Linked DNA regions of Rattus norvegicus: region 1 is linked to region 2. The links are chromatin contacts, called in public Hi-C maps. All regions are on one chromosome and are shown on one strand. Each heading gives the region's core, a stretch centred on a gene start, on an enhancer-like site or on the middle of the called end of the contact. The rest is flanking DNA. Distances are from core to core; before and after follow the strand shown. Region 1 overlaps Hormad2 (HORMA domain containing 2). Region 2 has its middle 79 kb from the start of Lif.

The links. Hi-C and Micro-C count contacts between places; a contact is called where the count stands out from the background.
Region 1: a Hi-C map of the Rat2 cell line shows a contact between it and region 2, with 3 times the contacts expected there. The contact joins two enhancer-like sites. A contact is called at or near these places in 3 of 12 Hi-C or Micro-C datasets (the Rat2 cell line, hepatocytes and mammary epithelial cells).

What each region holds. Positions count from the first base shown.
Region 1 is chr14:83,506,877-83,510,534 of GRCr8, reverse strand. It overlaps Hormad2 (HORMA domain containing 2), which reads left to right. Exons shown (of 11, transcript NM_001401619.1): 4 at 1,324-1,387; 5 at 1,853-1,889. Among named protein-coding and RNA genes, the nearest start is that of Hormad2, 15 kb to the left of the region's middle. Within about 2 kb of position 2,319, at least 7 of the 93 cell types and tissues checked have an H3K27ac peak or open chromatin away from gene starts, as enhancers often do.
Region 2 is chr14:83,435,266-83,438,507 of GRCr8, reverse strand. No RefSeq gene overlaps it. Among named protein-coding and RNA genes, the nearest start is that of Lif, 79 kb to the right of the region's middle. Within about 2 kb of position 1,912, at least 5 of the 93 cell types and tissues checked have an H3K27ac peak or open chromatin away from gene starts, as enhancers often do.

The DNA of each region.
Region 1 (3,658 bases), core at 1,070-3,569, 72 kb before region 2:
AAAGAAAGTCCTCAAGAGTGGGGGGTACATAGCTGAGTGGGGAAATCTCTGCTGACATTCTCAGCTTTTGCGTTGGTGTAAGCTAGGGAGTCTGTTGGTAAATTCCAAAGGATGTTAGCTCATAAACAGAGGTAGGCAATAACTGGCCACGAAGGGGACTAGAGATAGCCCAACATAATTTGTAGTTTAGCTCTGGACCTGCAACATTCCAACTTTCTAGGACCGCCGAAGTTTTCATCAGTCAGACAGCCTTGCAAAGTACAGCCTCTCCGCAGGAGCATTGACTGCCCTAGGCACGGAGGCAAAAGCATTTCTCCTAGCTCCAGTTCCGTGTCGTAGAAGCTACTCCTTGGTGCATTGTATTGAAAGTGACATGTCACAAAAACGCTCCGTGTGTGTATGACACTCTTTTTAATAACATCTAAGTATTTTGTCAAAGTAGAATCATTTTCCTATTCCTCAACAATGGTGGAAGTGACATTAATTTTAGCGTAGGAAAACCATTGGAAGCGATAGAGGACTCTGAGAGCTGGTGAGATGGCTCTGCAGGCAGGGACGTACACACTTGCTACGAACCTAATGATCTGGGACCCACAGAATGAGGAGACACTGTAAGTCACTTCTGACTTGCACACAGGTAGCGTGGCACACTTTTGCACTGTGCACACATGTGCACAAATCCGTACATTTATAAACACGTGATGATTTAAGAGGCCCCTGTTAAATCACACACGAGTCAGTATCTATACTGAGTTCAGTGTACATTGATGTCTTCCTTTATTCTCTCATATGGACCGTGGGAAATCTCACATAGAGATGTTGGAGAATAACGTATGCATTTATGTTTAATATTTTTTCATTAAGAGGGAAAATGATAAAGAATGAAATTGGGAATGTGTTTAACTTGGCCTCAGTGACACCGTAGATTATGTAAGAGAGAAGGAAATAAGTAAAAGAAACCAGAGTGCGAGTCTGATACACTACTTCGAAACAAGGACTGAGGTAACTGTCAACATAGGATTCGTGTGTAAAGTGGGTATTTAGACATTCAAAGTGTGCCAGGCTGTGGTGGACACGCCTTTGATCCCAGCACTAAGGAGGCAGAGGCAGATGGATCTCTTGAGTCCAAGGCCAGCCATTCTACGGAGTAAGTTTCCGGACAACTAGGGCTACACAGAGAAACCACAATAACACAATAACAAACAAAACAAAAACAAAGTTAGAAATATAAAACATAAAACTAAATTTTACAAATAAATTAAAGAAAATGCCCTATTGAGCGTGGATTTTTCAGAATAACAGTGATGTTTCTGTTTTTTTTAGACCTCAGTTTAAAAATTCTCCGGGAAGACAAAAAGTGTCCTGGGTCATTACATATTATTAAATGGTAAGTAAATTCTGAAAAAACCGAACAACATATATCATGGCTGAAATTACCCATAAAACTATTTTGTAAAATCATTTACTTAAACTGCTTTTCTTAGTCTTCTTTCCTGGGAATTGTAGCAATTATTCGTTATTATTTTAAACTATCAATTTAATTTTAGAAGAAAATGGACTTATATAAAGAAAAAAAAGTCCTGACTGCAATTGTTCACCACGCGCCTGTCTGTTTGCTAACACGTGGTGGTGGGAATGAAAGCGCACTTCTGCGCTTCAGAATGGCCTGTCCGTCACTTGTAATATTCTGTAGGTGTGGAAAGATGCTTGGGGTTCTAAAAGATGACAGAACAGGCAGAATGATTGCTAATTTATGTGCTTCAAGATAGAAGTGCAGCTAATTACGTACTTGGATTTATTTTTTTGGCTGTTCATATGGGCTATAGTGACACTGGATATTATTTCTTGACAGGATTCAAGGTTGTTTTGATGCTTTGGAAAAGAGATACGTAAGATTTTCGAAAATTTTCCTTAAGATTAAAGACTCATCTCCACTCTGTTTTGTAGTGCTCAGCAGTATAGCAGTGTATAGCCGTGTATAGCAGTGCATAGCCGTGTATAGCAGTGTATAGCAGTGCATAGTAGTGCATAGCAGTGCATAGCTGTGCATAGCCATGCATAGCAGTGCATAGCTGTGCATAGCCATGTATAGCAGTGTATAGCCGTGTATAGCCGTGTATAGCAGTGCATAGCAGTGCATAGCAGTGCCTGCCTTTGTATTCGTTTGTTGATTCTCTTCTAGTCTGTCTGTGTCGCCCACTGATGTCTTCCTGACATCAACTAGAAACGAAAGCTTCATCCCCTTTTTTATATACGCATATCACTTCTAACCACAGAATTTCCTCTGAAGTCACTGGACACGGTCCACAGGATGTGGGTTAAGGAAGACAAGAATCTGGTAGTTAGCACATTGAACATGTTCAAAATAGTGTTGATCAGTGTGTAGGTGGAAAAGAAGAAATAGTTAAATAATGGATTTTTACTCTGCTTTACTTTGTTAATTATAACTCCTGTGTTTAACTGTGAGCTTTAAAAGAACACAGCCCAGATTTTAAGTGCACATGATCTCTCATGCTTCAGTAGACATGAACGAAGAGCAAGAAAAATGAAGGGTCAAGGCCTGGCCAGAGAGATGAGATGCATTTAAAAGAAATTGCTGCTACTCTGCCCCTCCGCTTTTCCTGTGTCCTACCTGTCAGCTCTGCTTTAAGAAATGTTGCGGTGCAGAAGCTTTACATTGAATTATTTAATGTAGTCATATGTTCCCTCATTCCTTCCTACCCTTGGCGAACAGTTATTCACATTCATTCCATTTTGACCCAGGGGACAGAGGGATACAAAGATAAAACAAATCAGGGGAGGGCTTCTAGACCATGGCAGGAGGAGATTGCTGCTCATAGGGGAGCTAACGATTGCTAATTATACACGGGTTCAGTTGTAACTGTTGCTAAACCATTGCTTGTCTGTGGTCTGGGTTGAGAAGGAGGCACTGCAGGATGAATTTAGGCTTCTGGGCGGCAGCAGCAGGATGGATCAGCCTCTGAAGGACTGAACACCTTGGAACTTTTCATAAGCTCTTTATCGTTACACAAAAGGCACTTTTAGCAAGTTGATTTCCGCATAGCAGAACCTCTTATCTGATCTAGGAGTTGTGTGAAGGATGATTGCCTAAGCAGTTCTCAGCCACAGTTGACTTCCTGGTTTGCCTGGTATGTCTTAGGACTGGGTTATGCAAAGGCTTTGTGAATCCTTCAGAAGAGCAACTCCATAAATCTCAGCTAACAGCCATGATCAAGGCCATCCAGGCTATGTGACAAGACCCTATTTGTTTAAAGAAAGAGACAGGAAGAAAGGAAAGAAGGGAGGAAAGAAGGAAGAGAAGAAAAAAGCATGTCCCTGGTGGCACAAGCTTTTAATCCCAGCATTTAGGAAGTAGAGGCAGGTGGATCTCTGTGAGTTCCAGGCCAGTGTGGCCTACGCAGTGAGTTCCAGGACAGCCAGGACCGTTACACACACACACACACACACACACACACACACACACACACACACACACACAAAAACCAACCAAAGAAACAAAAGATAGTTTAAGTAAAACCAAGTTTGGAGTAGCGAGTGCCCTTGGAAGATGTTCTGTTGGAGAACATCTTACTAGTTGTGAAATTCTGGGTGCTTTATATTTTATGGTACAATTGAACTCTTTAAAGTAAGCACATAT
Region 2 (3,242 bases), core at 663-3,162:
ATAAGTTAGATATTAAATGTGTGTGTGTGTGTGTGTGTGTGTTGTGTGTGTGTGTGTGTGTGTGTGTCTCACATGCGTGTGTGATAATCAAAGGACAACTTGTTAACGTCGGTTCTTCCCTCCCATCATGTGGGTTCTGAGGAGTGAACTTAGGTCCTCAGGCTTGGCGGCAAGCCCCCTTATCCATTCACTGGGCCTGCAAGGCACTTTGTAGTTTTTTGTTTTTCACTTAAATTAGTGTTTCTCCAATGTAAGGTCAATGAGGCCCTTAGTACCTGGAGTGTCCATCACACATTATGTCTTAACTGGAACTAATCAAACTGTCAGGGGCAAGATCTGGGGGACAGTCTCAGGATTCTGCCGCAGAAGTTGACAAGAGTCTCTGGGCCAGGTGTCCCTTAGCCTGCAGGAGGAGAGTGTGCTACACAACAGAGGAAAGTCAGGGTAGCCTGCCTGCCTAGCGCTGCCCTTTGCTGGATTCTCCTGTTTCCGAGGACCTAATGCTGAGTATCAGCTGAAGCTCTAAGGCAGGACTGTGGGGGAAGAGGGGGTTGGATTCTCCCCGCCTGCGTATTAAAGTGGATTCATGTAAGCCTGCTCTGCCACTAAAAGGAGCAGGAGGGGAAAGGTAATTGGTCTCATTAGATGCTTGATGTGCAGCCTGAGTCACCATATTTTGTTAAGGGAGTCACATAAAGGGATTTGGTGTCTAGTAGAGGGATTAGGTTTATTTTGTGTCTCTCCAGAGGGCAGATCTGAGACCAAATTGGTGGAAGCAGCAAGAGGTCGGTTTGGCACAGAGGACAGAAGAGCTCTGAGCTCCACAGGCTGTCAGGATTTTGTGATGGGCTGTCTGTCTTATAAGGTGGTGAGGACACAGAGAATGTCACCACATCTCTAAGGGTCTGTGACTTACAGAGTGAGTAGCCTGGGTTTCAGAAGGAAACCATTTGGTTTGCAGGGGGACTCAGCACTCAGTCTGTATTTACAGTCATCAGAGACGCACCCTAATATTGACAGTCTTCTTTAAAGTGTGGAACCTAATTCTATCTAGACACTGTCTGCAGCGATCTGGCTCTGTCTTCTAACACCCCCACACCCCTTTCATCTAAACATCGGTCTCACCGCCAATGGGTACCTCGCGTTTCTGATGTGAGTTCAGGGGGAGCTCTCCATCTGTTATCAAGCGCTGAGAAACGTGAGCATATGATAGAGCTGGTTTTCACAGCATTGCTAGCTCATTTGCATAACTGGTTAGGAAGAGGCATTCCTTTTCATTCAGTGGAAGATTTGTCTAAGGAAATAAATCCTTTAGTTTTTCATTTCTGCCCCAGCTGTCAAAAAATGGATAAAAACAAATGCATGAAAAAACTCAGAGAAAGGGAGAGAAAGGAGGAGAAGAAACGAGGGGAAGAGAGAGATGGCGAAGGGAGAGGAGATCCAAAGAAACTTAGCCCAGGCTGGATCCCTGCAGTGTGCTGGGCCGGCCTTTCACTCGCCGGATGCACCTGCTCCCCAGCACAATTACAGAGATTAGAGGGTGATGGTCTGGAAACTGGGGCACTGTTAAAGTATGGGGAAGTTTGACTTTGGCTCAGTGGTTTCTCTCTCTTTACAGAAATTAGTCTAGCTACAAAGAAATAGGTTGGGCTCAGGGTTGCCCCCAGCCTTTGAAGCCAGGCACCGGAAACCACACCTCCGTTTCCCCTCCTGCAGGTCCCTCCTGTGTCTAGGTTCTTTCACTCTCCAGCTCATGTCTGCCAGAAACAGGCTGGAAATGGTCTCATTGTCAAAGCTGCCTTGAGATAAGTTTAAACTGCTGTGGTTTTTAAAATTCTAGTAAAATTGAAGCTCATTTTGAGCGCAACAAGTTATTGATTTATGGTTTCCAAACCAGCAGTCTGAGATCTTCAGTGACTTCCACAGATTCCTTTCCTGGTTTCTTCTTCCCCCTCTGTGCCATGGAAGTCACTCTGTGGACCAGGCTGGCCTCAAACTCAGAGAGATCCATCTGCCTCTGCCTCCCAAGTGCTGGGATAAAGGGTGTTTGCCACCACCACCACCACTACCAACACCATCACCATCACCACTACTGCCACCATCACCACCACTGCCACGTCATTGACTTCCACAGATTCTTAGAACAAAAACAATGTTCAGATATAATGAATATTTTTTAAAGGAAGCCCCAAGAATAGTCTAGCCTCTACATATGTGAGAGAATGCCTGAGTTGTACTCTGGAAAGTATTCGTCTGTTTCTGCGGGAATGTTTTAACTGTGATTTCTGTATTGAGGTCCTTGCTGAAACATAATATGCCATTTTCAATATCCATAGAAAACAAGGGCAGCACTGGGACAGTGTTTTGTTTGTCTAAAACATTTGTCTGTCTGTCTGTCTGTCTGTCTATCTATCTATCTATCTATCTATCTATCTATCTATCTATCTATTTGGTTATTTGGTTATTTGGTTGTTTATTTGGTTATTTGGTTGTTGATTTGGCTATGCAATGGTTAAGTGTAATTCCTATCCAGAAGTCATGAGACTTGGGGCGGAGCTAAAGAATAAATGTGCTCATACAATGGTATCTGATTGGACAGCGCCCTGCAGGTAGGGTTTTCCTTTGTGGAAGCCTCAAAGGTGTTCATGTCTGTGTTGTTTGCTTGGTTGGTTTTGGCTTGGTTGTTTTTTAGGTTTTCAGGGGTTGTTTGTTTTGTTTTGTTTTGTTTTGTGTTTTACACAGGGTCTCTCTAAATAGACCTAGCTGTCCTAGAACTCAGGATGCAGACCAGGCTGACCTAGAATTCAGAGATCTGACTGTCTCTACCTCCAGAGTGCTGGGGATAAGGCATGTTCCTCCTGGAGATTCCTTCTTGTAGGAGATGGTGGCTTACACGTACCCCACAGTCAGGGTAATTGTGCACAGTCAGAGAAACTGCCCTGGTACTCAATTGCCCTGGTATTACATGGAAGACCTTCGCAAAAGGCCATCCTGGAAAATAGGCCGGCCATTCAGGATCAGGCTGTTTCTGTTATAACGCCAGGGTGATAGCCTTGAGCCTTCAGTGAAGTCTCACTCAGTGTTCTAGACTGATCTTCCTGGTCCCGGGTGTCCAACCATACAAGCCCCTCTCCACAAGTGGAGAGGCAAGCTGAATGACAGCCTCATAAACATCTGGAGGGCACTGAAGTACAGATGCAGTCTTGGGGGGCCTCAGATACTTCAGGACAGAAACCTAGTGT